2 separate regions of the Capra hircus genome follow, and region 1 is linked to region 2. Evidence: chromatin contacts called from public Hi-C data. All regions are on one chromosome and are shown on one strand. The core of a region is the stretch at or near the end of the contact, and the rest is flanking DNA. Distances in the headings are between cores, read along the strand shown. Region 1 has its middle 20 kb from the start of DPH3. Region 2 has its middle 110 kb from the start of GALNT15.

Evidence for each region. A called contact is a pair of places that touch in the nucleus more often than the background predicts.
Region 1: a Hi-C map of liver shows a contact between it and region 2, with 3 times the contacts expected there. The contact joins two enhancer-like sites. A contact is called at or near these places in 2 of 5 Hi-C or Micro-C datasets (blood and liver).

Annotation. Positions count from the first base shown.
Region 1 is chr1:153,080,531-153,086,462 of ARS1.2, forward strand. No RefSeq gene overlaps it. Among named protein-coding and RNA genes, the nearest start is that of DPH3, 20 kb to the right of the region's middle. Within about 2 kb of position 2,076, at least 1 of the 5 cell types and tissues checked has an H3K27ac peak or open chromatin away from gene starts, as enhancers often do.
Region 2 is chr1:152,903,349-152,909,201 of ARS1.2, forward strand. No RefSeq gene overlaps it. Among named protein-coding and RNA genes, the nearest start is that of GALNT15, 110 kb to the right of the region's middle. Within about 2 kb of position 4,408, at least 5 of the 5 cell types and tissues checked have an H3K27ac peak or open chromatin away from gene starts, as enhancers often do.

The sequences.
Region 1 (5,932 bases), core at 826-3,325, 170 kb after region 2:
ATGGAATTTCCTTAAAAAGCTAAAAATAGGGCTGCCATCTGATCCTGGGCGTACACCCAGAGAGAAACGTGATCTGAAAGGACGCGTGCACCCCAGTGTTCACGGCAGCACCGTGAACAATGGCCAAGACACGGGAGCAACCAACATGTCCATCAACAGATGAGGGCGCAAAGAAGGCACGCACGTGCAGACCACAGTGGAATATTACTCAGCCATAAAAAAGATTGAACAAAGCTATTTGCAGCAACATGGGTGAACCCGGATATCATCATACGGAGTGAAGTAAGTCAGAGAAAGACAAATATCATGTGGATACTGCTTACATACTGAATCTAAAAAAATAATGATACAAATGAACTTATTTGCAAAACAGAAATAGACTCACAGTCTTAGAGAACAAACTTATCCTTTGTTCCCTACTGGGGGAAGGGCAGGGGGAGGAGAATTAGGGAATTTGGGAGTAGCAGAGGTAAAGTGTTATATATAGAATAAATAACAACAAGGTCCTGCTGCAGAGCACAGGGAACGGTGTTCGATAGCCTGTGATAAACCATAAGGGGAAAGAACGTATACACGTGTATAACTAAATCACTTTGCTGTACGATAGAAATTACAGCATTGTAAATCAACTATACTTCAATAAAATAGTTTTTTTTAAAAGAGTTCCCTTTTCTCCTCCTATCAGCTTGTTCTTATCTACCACACCTGACAGTTCATGTAGCATCTCCCCAGAGTCTTCCCCCAGCACCAGGGCTGGGCTAAGCACCCCTCTTCTCAGGGGCTGGGTTCGTGGCTCTGGCTGAACATGGTCCACTCTGTACTGAAATGATCAAACACGTCTCCTCCACTAGTCTAGAGTTTTGCCCATATTTTTACCTAGAGTCCCTAACACAGTATCTGACTCTTGTTAGACACATAACACACACTTGTTGAATTTTAAGGGAAGTGATAACAACGTGTTTGTGTGTGTACCTTGTCAAGCAGAGTGAACGCAAAAAAAAAGTTACACAACTCCAATTTAAGAGCTCTTATTTGAGGTCAGATTTAAGAAGACTTTGGGAACTTCCCTAGTGGGCCAGTGGTTAAGACTCCACCCTTTGACTGCAGGGGGCATAGGTTCAACCCCTGATCTGAGAACTCCCACATGCTGTACCGTGTGGACAAAAATATATGTATATATTAAGAAGATGTTGTCCTGATTACATTTTAGTCTTCCAGACTCTAGATTAGGAGGCAAAAATTCTAAATAAGCTAAAACCTTTTTTTTTAAGAATTCACAAGTCTAGTTCTTTGGAATCAAACTTTGCCAAAGGAGCATCATCTTTAAAAAATAAAAAGTGCATAAAGGCACAGCAATCAGGCAAGTCAGCGTGCTGACTACAGAAGCGGGCTGTGTGCGATTCATCCCTTTAAATAAGGACACTAAGGAGAAACGCTTCAAAGCCCGGAAATGATGAGCCGGAAGTAACAGTGCCAAGGACGAGAAGTAAGCCCTCCAACCTCACATGGAAGACCTGGCCTTCCACCCCAAATCTGTGGGGTCCCCGAGGAAACCACGGAGATGAGGACACACTGAGGACTCTGGTTAAACACGGAGCAGTGGATTCCCCATGCGGAGGGGCGAGGGGTGGGGAGGTTCTTAAAGGCGCTTTTATTTTAGCTCCTCAGGGATAAGAGGGTGTCGGGGCCTATCCCGTGAGTGCAGGGCGCCTCCCCGGGCGGAGTCTGACTTTGCAGGGCTGGCACAGTATACAGAGGCGTCAGGCCAAGTGGGCATCTACTCTTTGGTCTACACGAGTGACTTCTGAATCTTCATTAACACGGCGAAGGTGTCTCTGAGCCTGGACCCCTGAACTCAGGATCTGGAAACGGTGCTTCTCCCCGAACCTCTCTGGGAGTGCAGGAGACTTGGTGGGCGGGTCCTGCTTCCATTATTACTTCCGGGATTTTCCCAGGGGGCAGGAAATACTTCCTCCCGCCATCAGCTGCCCCACGCTGGATGTTTGGGACATCCACTGCCCCCACTCACCCCACAGCCACTGGGCTTCTCACCCCCAACTGGGCTGGCCCAGCATTCTTTTGCTTTACCCCAGCTCCGTCCCACCTCAAGCTGGGCGTGGCCAACCTCTGAGACAGTGGGGAGGGGCATGGTGGAAGTTTCCCTCTGGCTCCTCCAGGAAAGCTTCAGAATCTCTGCATCTGCCCCCAAGTCCCCTCAGAACCTAGATTTTTCACTTGAATTTTTATTTTTTTCCCCAAGGTCAGTGCTACCGACCAGATGGGCCCAGGCATCTGTATTTTTAAAAGACCTCTCAGTGTTTCTGACAGGTAGCCAGAATCAGGATTCTCATGCTCTTGAGACATACAGCCTTCTCAAGTAACTGCCCTTCAAACATTGCCGACACCAGAACAAAACTAAACTTTATATTCTTCATAGCTTAAAAAAAACTGGGTGCTGGATTACTTAGGATTCTTTGGTTAATAAGCAGAAGCTCTAACCCTAATTGGCAAAAGAGGGAAATAGTAGACTCATATAACTGGCAAACCTGGAACAGCTTCAGGTCAAGCTTGATCCAGGATAAAAAAGGATCACCAGATCCACTGAAGTGAAGTGAAGAAGTGAAGGGAAGTTGCTCAGTTGTGTCCGACTCTTTGCGACCCCATAGACTGCAGCCTGCCAGGCTCTTCTGTCCATGGGATTTTCCAGGCAATAGTACTGGAGTGGATTGCCATTTCCTTCTCCAGGGGATCTTCCCAACCCAGGGCTTGAACCTGGGTCTCCCACATTGCAGACAGAGGCTTTACTGTCTGAGCCACCAGACAGATCCATTACTTGGCCTGATTTCCTGGTCCCCAGGATGGCTACTTGCTGGCTTTAGACACCCCAACTTGGGGCCGCAACAACTCTTGCTGCTTAATAAATTATCCCTTAATCGATGGACTAAAACAGTGACTTTGTTAGAACTTGCAGTTTCGTGGACTATGAGTCTGGGCATGGCTCAACCAGGCAAGTCCTTTGCTTCATGTGGCAACAACTGGTGCTGCTGGATGGTAGTCAGATGGTGCCTGGTCTAGTCTGGAGGGTTGAAAAGAGCTGCACTCACATACCCAGCCCCCTGGCCAGGGTGTCTAGCAGGCTGTTCAGCTGGACCCTCCCCTCTCCTGAGAGAGGTCCCTGCAGCCGGGAAGTCCGGTCTCTTACCCTGTGGCTCAGTGGACCAACACAGAAGCTGCTGGTCTTCTTAAAAGCCTGACCTGGAACTCATACACACGCCTTCCATCATTCTCCTTGCTCAGAGCAATCACAGAGCAACCCACATTGAAGAGGAGGGCAAACAGACCCCACCCTTCAAAGGGAGGAGTAAGCACTCATCAGTAAAGCCCAGTGGCAGAGCCAGAGTTCGTGACCCGTAAAGTACCGTCCCAACAAGCCCAGTGGCAGAGCCGGAGTTCACGTCCCAGATCCGCAGCAAGAGCTCTGAGGGTCACTCTGGTTAAACTGGCCAGGGGATGCACCCACTCCTGGCCCACCCTCTGTGACCAGGAGCTTGGGGATTGTGATTGGAGCTGGGAGTGGAGACACCCCCAGGCCACACTATGCCTCGGAAACTCTGCAGGCAGGAGCTAGCATTGGGCAGGTCCTGGGGAGGCAGGCTAGCTTGGGGCAACCTGACAGCAGATGGGAATGAGGCCGTGGATGTGGGAGCCTTCTTTAATGGGGAACACATGTACACCATGGCGGATTCAAGTCAGTGTATGGCAAAACCAATACAATATTGTAAAGTAAGATAAATAAACAGGAAAAAAAAAAAAGGAAACAGGAGTCAGCGAGTCAGGAGAGTGGGGCAGAGAGAGAGGAAAAGCCAGAGGAAGGGTGTCGTGAGCAGAGGGCTTGGTTGTTCCTCCTCTGTGACGTCCACAGGAAGTGGACATTCCAGAAGCATCCACGGCAGGGCGGAGGCTGGGAACTTTTTCCATGAGAGCTCCTCTCTTCCTGGTTGACGTGGCCCCTGGGGGTGTGAGCTCTCTTCAGGCACCTTATAGACTGTGAGGGCAGAGAGCTTCCAAGCTTCAGAGAAGGCCCCCGGGCAGGAAAGCAGAGAGGACTGAGCTCAACTGTCACGCTGCGCAAGATGAGTCTGAGCCTGCGTGGCAAGGTGCCCTAAGGCTGAAACCCGGGCACAGCCAGGGATGCCACACCGGGCACCAAAATGTCTGCAGCAGGAGCCAATCCAGTGCCCTCTTTGTCTGCCCTGGGGAGGGGGTGCAGAGTGCCAATGTCTGGCCCGGGGGCTCCCGGGAGCATCTCTGCAGCTGATGAAGGTCACCAGGAGCTCCCGCGGGGCAGCAGGTCAGAACTGGCCTCTCTCTCCCCAGCCGGACGCCACCACCTGGCACACACCTGCCGTCGTGCAAGTGGGACTCACTGCAACCAGGGGGATCGCACCCCAGAGGCACCGTGGGGGTCCCAGCAGGAGGGCACAGAGGGGCTTGGGAAGCCAAGTGGGGGCGAGGAGCCTTTGGAAAGGGTACCGGGAACCCGATCTTCCTCTGGGCTGGAGGCGGTCGGGAAATGGAGCCATGTTATGACTGGGAATCTCGTGTTTTTATACAAGGTGAGGGGAGGCGCTGAGCAGGGCTAAAGTCATGGCGGGTGGAGGGAGCACCGCTCCTGTTCTCCAGGAGAGGGGCGCTCTGCTCATTCTGAGGTCCGCCCAGAGTTCTCGCTTTGTCCAAGCGCATGCGGGCAGCGGCGTGACCCTGCTTCCGTCGTGCTCCATCACAGGCCCAGAGCGGCCCTGTCTGATGTTGGTGTCCGAGAAGGGAGGGGGCTCTGCAGACTGGTGGTGATGCCAGACCAGGTCCCGTGGGTTTCTCTCCTCAGGTCTCAGGTGGCACAGGCTCTGTGCCCCCGTAGGAGTGGCTGGTGCGCCCCCCCCCCCCGCCCCCCGCCTTAGCCCAGCTGTGTGACTGCAGACGGCAATCAGCTCACGGAGAAGGGGAGCACAGCACAGGCACGGATGAAGAGCCTCTTCCGTCTCGCGGAGAGCTCTTTCCGAGCGACATCTGAGCGGATTCTCTCCGCGTCCTCAGTGATTCGCGGCCCGGGTGCTCGGGTTGAACCCAGCAGTGATGCCAACAGCGAGAGAACCGACAGGGCTCACCCACCCGCCTCCCGCCTCCCATCTCAGGGTGACAGAGCATGATGATGAGCACTCAGACGACAGCCCGGGGCCCCAAATCCGCGAGCTAAACGGGGCCAGGCTGTCAGGAAGGAGAGTGACAGGCGCTCCGCCTGCTGTAGGCTCGGCTGCCGGCTGCAACCGGCCACAGAAGAGCTTAAAACGGGGTTCGGAGCCCGTAGACCAGTTTGGGAAGCAGAGCTTGTGCACAGGCTCTGTGTTGACCACGGTCCGTGGCGGCCTGGGCTGGAGGACCACCAGGGGTCTTAATGCCGCTGGGCAAATCAAAGATTGGAGGTGGTCGGCAGAGTCGGGGTCCACCGGGCAGAATGCGGTGTGTGCCAGAGCAGGTGCAAACTCGTGGTCCCCAAATCAGCCCCACCACTGACACTCAAACCGCGCAGATTCAAAGAATGACCTCAGAGGTTCTGAAAGCTCAGCTGTTTCTTGCCAGGCCTCTACTTAAACCGCAGTCACGCACAGAGGCTGTGTTCTAGAGAGAAGACAGAGACGACCCCATCTGGACTGGGGTTGAAGAACTCACAAGATGCTGCAACGCTCAGGGGGGCTCCGATGCAGACACGTCCTCCGGCCGCCCCTGCGTCAGCCCCGGTCCCCGGACAGCGCCGCGTGGCTCTGTTTCCCTCGGCCCTGTGCTGAGGCTCTTCTCTGCCCCAGGGTCTTCTCTGAAGGCAGAGCAGTCCACAGAGCCAGGGAGCAAGCTCCCGTAAGAGTGAGCGCTCCAGGGC
Region 2 (5,853 bases), core at 3,158-5,657:
ACTTCAGAGTCGGGTACAGGTAGCCAGGCCTGGGAAAATGAAAAGCAAAATTTTCACTTTACTTGATCATTGCTTGTTTTGAAGAATCATTAGAACAGAACTCCTTTACAGCCTAATGACAAGAAGCCCAGGCCACTCTTGCTTGGGACCTTGCCTACTCAGTGTTGGTAGTTTGGGGAGAGGATGTAGGCACAGCCTGGAAAGCAGGGGAGGACTCAGCATGATGGGCAGTGCTGAGCCTGACATTTATCTGAGGGCTAGAATGTGATACTGCCGTTTGCTGTAGAATTAGAGAAGTTCACATGGATATTATTGTATTATTCAGATACTAATTCTTAAATGATGAAATGAGAAATCTGTTTTTTTAAATTGGAGTATAGTTGCTTTACAGTATCATGCTAGTTTCTACTCTACAGTAAAGTGAATCAGCTGTGTGTGTACATATAGTTCCTGAAGTGAGAAGTCTCATTTGCTTTTCCTTTCTCTTCACTTTATTCTTCTTCTTTTTTTTCTTTTTTTAGGAGAAGAAGCAAGCAAGATGTCCAACCTATTCTTGAGCTCCAGCCTAACATTTGGTTATTTGTTCTTTATCCAAAGTCAATATTTTGGAAGAAGTTTGAACCAAATCATTCATGCATTCTCGGGTTTCATGCATGAAAAATCCCCACAGTTTTCCACTTAAAAAGAACTAAAAAGTCTGAGAAATATGTACTGAAAAGCTATTAAAGGTTGTAGGCTGTAAACTCCAAACTTGGCAGGATGAAATGGTCGTGAAAGAAGGAAGTTCAAGTCAAGTGCGAATCAAGTAGCCAAAGCTTGCAACGTGTTCACAGCATGTAGACAGAGCCCGTGTGGCGCACTGGACGGCGAGAGCCTGTCCTGAGGGGCCTGCCACCTAACCGGGTCCTCCAGACAAGGACACTTAGCTCTTGCCGGATCACTGCGATGGTCTCATGACTGGTCTCCCTGACTCTGTGTCTCTTTAAAGCACAAGTTTTATCAGGTCATCTTCCTGTTTACAAATGTTCAATGACTCTGCATTGCCCTCAGGACAAATCAGCGCTTCAGAAGTCACCTTAAAGAGGTACAGCCATGAGCCATCTTTGCTTCCCTCTCTGACCACACAGCTCAGCCACACCCCCACTAACACTGTGTCCCCCCGTCATGGTGAACTCCTGGTGTTCCAAGAATGCTCACTGCTCTCCAGCATGAGTCTTTGGACATGCCATTCTCTCTGCTGGGACCACACCCCAGTTCTTATTTATCCACCAGGAATCAGCTCAGATGTCGCCTCTTCCAGGAAGGACTAGGGCTGCCTTCCCTGGATTACCATTGCATTTGGTAATTTGTCATGATGTGTAATCATTATATGTTTACATGTATGTACTGTTCATATCCCCCATTAACTGCCTCAAGGCAGTTACCCTGCTGTATTTGACTTTTTAACCGCTAAAACCTACATAGTACTTGACTTATAATAGATACTAGATAAATCGTTGTGGACAAAAAGTAAACAAATAGCTCTAAAGCTTATTTACATTTGTTTTGCACCCTGGGAATAAGCCAGAGGAATATAGGGACATAGAGTTTTAAGAGGGGCACCTACAGAGTCAAGATTCTGAAATCCAGAGAATTGTTTACCCATGTCGTAATTTAGCCTAGAATTGAACTTTCCCTAGAAAATAACAGCCGCAGCGATTCAACCTGGCAGTGTTCTTGTTTTCAGAAGTGTTGGCACAATGGACTCTGTGTCATGGAGGTTTGGAATTTACTCATTTAATTAACAAAGATCATTTGAATTCCAGCTGTGCCAGGCCTAGTGCATGTTAAAATGTGAAGACAGCCTGCGTTGTTTTCCTCCAGGAGCTTGTAGTATCCTGGGGAATTGGTAATGGGGTTGGGTTTTGATTTGATGCTGTGGTTGTTGTTGTTAAGACTTCTACAAGGATGAAGTTCTTTTGGAGGAGAGCTGCCCCCTGTTGCAGGGAACTCAGCTGACCAATATGAGTTCAGCTCCAAAAAAATGTTTTTAATTTTTTCCCAGAAGAAAAAACAGGCATACAGCTCACCCAAGAGAAGAAATGTAGATGACACGCCCCACCATGGACACAAAATATTTTTTTAAAACAAATGATGCATGAACAAATAAATAAGAGGATACAGGATACAGATACGTGGAAGCAAGAAAATTCAACCTGAGTTTCTGACACACCTGAGTCATAAGGATGGAGCAGATTTTTCTCCCTAGAGGCACAGTCTGTTCCTTAAATCCTTGAGAATCATGTCCAACTTCTATGTGTGGAGGATAAATGTCTTTGGAGATGTTTGGAAAGGAAATGGAAGATGGTGAGAACCTAGAATGGTCAGGCTACAAACACATCAGAATTGATGCTGGAGGGATAGCAATATGTTGATGACATCAATCAATGGACCTATGCCTGAGGGTCACAGCGATATGGGATGGAATATCAAAGGGTGAGGTCTGACCTTAGAGGTGTACGGAGGAGAGCAGAGAACATGCCTAAAATTTTCCTCTGGCTGTTGACCACTTAGTCAACTTTCTAGATCTGAAATATCCACTCATTTCTGTTTTTCTTCTGAAAGTTAATCTTCTGAGATCTAGAAATGTATTTCAAGGAGAACCTCAGGATAGTTGCTTGCCTTTAAATAATAGCAGTGTTATTAAATAATGTATGCGATTGACTCCAATTCTCCCCTTCCTCTGGAGACACACTACACCATCTGTGTTCTCCATCTATATTTATACCTCCCTGACCCAGACTTGTCTTGGTCCCGTAGGATGTGGTACAGAGATTTGAGCCTAGTCTTAGGAGTCGTCCCTGACTCTCCTGTCTCTCTCTCTGCCTCTTCTATCATCATGAGAAGTGCTAGTCCTGTGTAGGCACTGCCTTCTAGCAACAATCAATATGCGTGGATCTGACGTGAGCCCCCAATCAATGAGATGCCAAGCCCATCTGGACTTGTAACTTGAAGCAGAACCACTCAGGTAATACCAGCCTGGATCAGCAGACCCTCAGCCAAGCCTCAGAGACAAAGCAAGAATCAATTAATGTTGTTTAGACACTCTTTGAGTTCATTTGTTCCACAGTGAAAACTGTCTCACAGGGAAGTCAAATAATTTGCAGGGAAGAGAGGAACAACGGTCATAGCAGGAAAAGCACTCACGAGAAAATCCAGCCAGAGCCTCTCGAGCCTCATAGGGAGGGGGGCAAGGAGATTCAAAACAGAAGAGCAAAGCAAAGCAAGCTTCCGGGTTAAAGAACGGTAGGCTGTTAAAAAAAAGAAAAAAAGATGAATGAAAGACTGCCCAGCATTTCTGCTCTTGAACTAGGGTTTGCCTGTCGCTTAGTACCTTCACGATCTCTCAGTTTTCTCATTGTGACATAGGAAGAATGGATAAAACTACTTCATAGGGGTCTTGCGAGGATTAAATGAGTGGAACACATACAAAGAGCTTAGAAGAGTGTCTGGCACATGTGAAGTGGAATACGCACGTTAGCTTAGTGGTGCCTCCATGATGGAGCTCCAGACAACTGCCGCTTGGTACTTCTGAGTCCACCACTAGGATGCTTGTGTTTTCATGTTAACTTAGCTATCAGAACTCCATTTCCCAGAATTTATTCCTAACTGCCTGGCCTGCCAACCTACAGTGACTTCAGGATTGACCCCCATCAAATGCAGAGTTAACAGCCCTCTTCACCAGCTCCCACCGTTATTCACCATCTCATCTCTATAGCAGGTCTGTGTTTTCCCACGTTACTCATCATGCTTCCCTGATCACACCTTGACTAATATCCTGACCTCTAAAACGTTAACTTATGAGTTGGGAGAGAAGATGAGGCATCATTGAAAACTTAGGATTTTTTCCAAAAAAGTTTGCATTCCCATAACCCTAAACATTCCGGTTCTCAACTATAGCCCCTCACCCCCCATCTCCCTAGACTTTTCTGCAGGAGGCCTTTGAGCAGCCGTGAATGAATATTGGCTGCTGAAATCCTCATGAAACAAATATTCCACTCCTGGCTTCAGAGCACTGATGGGTGGGGTCAGCCACTGGTCTGTCATCGTATTTCACAATCAAAGCAGTAGATTATCCCTAAGAATAAAACAAAAAAGGAATTCTATCTACATCAGTATTGCTATTTTCCCAATTTCCCAGAACGAGCTGTACAGAAAAATACAAATGCTATGAAGATAGGTCCAAGTGAAACACAGAATTCATAACAAGAGGATGTTGTTACTCCGGAAAAAGGCAACCCAGCGGGCTTTGGGTTAGTATTGCAGTCATGAAAACAAGTTCGACGTTTGTGTCAGATAAACAATCGTCGTCACCACTCTGGAAGCTTAGAAAGTGAGTCATCCTGAGGAGCGGGCGCTGAAGGCGGGGAGGCAGGCGTTCGCCTCAGCCCTCTGGCAGCTGACAGGCACATTCTTTCTTCCCCGTGACGCTGTCTCTGGGAGGTGCGCTGCAGCCGTAAGCACCAGCATCTCCGTTTCCACTGAAATGCCCTTCACCTCTTCCTCCCCAAGACGCCTGTGTGCTCTGCCCCCAACCTTCTGCTATCCCTGGGAGAGACCATTCTCTACCGCCAATGGATTTCCTCCTTGGGGGAAAGAAAATACTTCAAAAAGCTTCTCCTTGCAAGAGGGACGCATTGTTAAGGACTTTCCACCTAAGATGCGTTGGCTGAGTCCTCAAGACAGAAGAGAGCAGGTCCAGTCCCGAACCCAGTCAGCCAGCAAAGGAAGAAAGGGACTGAAAGGGGGATCAGAGACTGGCTAGGGGGAGATGCAAGGTCAACATCAGTGTGTGTGTGTGTGTGTGTGTGTGTGTGTGGGTGGGTGCAGGGGGTCCTGTAAACAGGAAGTGATGGCTGGGGTGAGGTCCACAGCAAGGCCAGGGATGGAAGCAAGGAGGAGGGTTCAGGCAGGAGAGGGTGAGGGGCCCCTGATTCTGCAGCCTGAGCTGGAGCTGGGGCAGGTGGACAGGCATTCCCAGGGTTCTGCCAGTTGCACTGCTGTCCTTTCTCCCTTCTCCTGAGTCTGCTTCATGACAGGACCAGGAGTTTCTACAGGCAGAGCCATCAGAGGCTGAGCACTCAGGAAGCAGTGTGGTATAGAGGAGGCGTGTCAGCCTTTTGCTTCAAGACATGTGATCACAGCGTTCCCAGAACCATTACTCAGAATTGCTACCAGCCTGAAACTAACCAAGCTACCTCCACTGCAGAATGGATCGGAAGTGGAGGTTTATTTATAAGCACATTGTGGCTGATTTTCTCAGTGGAATACTGTATTAGACTCCTGGGCTACCATAGCATATTGCCATAAACTGGTGGCTTCCCATCACAGAAATGTATTCTTCCCAATTCAGCAGACTAGACGTTCACAATCAAGATTTTGGCCAGGCTGGTTCCTCCTGGCTCCTTGGACAGAGGTTTTGCTCTCTCTCTCCCATAGTTTCTGGGGCTTGCCTGCAACCACTGTGGCTTGTGGTTGGATCACTCTGTCTTATCATGACCTTCTCCTCTCGATATCTTCTTGTAAGGACATTGGTTATAGGGTTCAGACTCCACCCTAATCCAGTATGATCTCATTTTAAGTGATCACATCTGCAAAGACCCTATTCTAAAGAAGGCCACATTCTGAGGTTTTAGGTAAACATAAATTTTGGAGAGACACTGTTCAACCCAGTACAAATACCACTAAACAGTGAAGCTGGCTGAACTATAGCCACATGCAAAGTGTGAATGAAAGCTTCAAACCCAGTATCTGATGAAAGAAGCTAGACACAAAGGAATATGTACTGTGATATTACACTATCACGTTCACGGT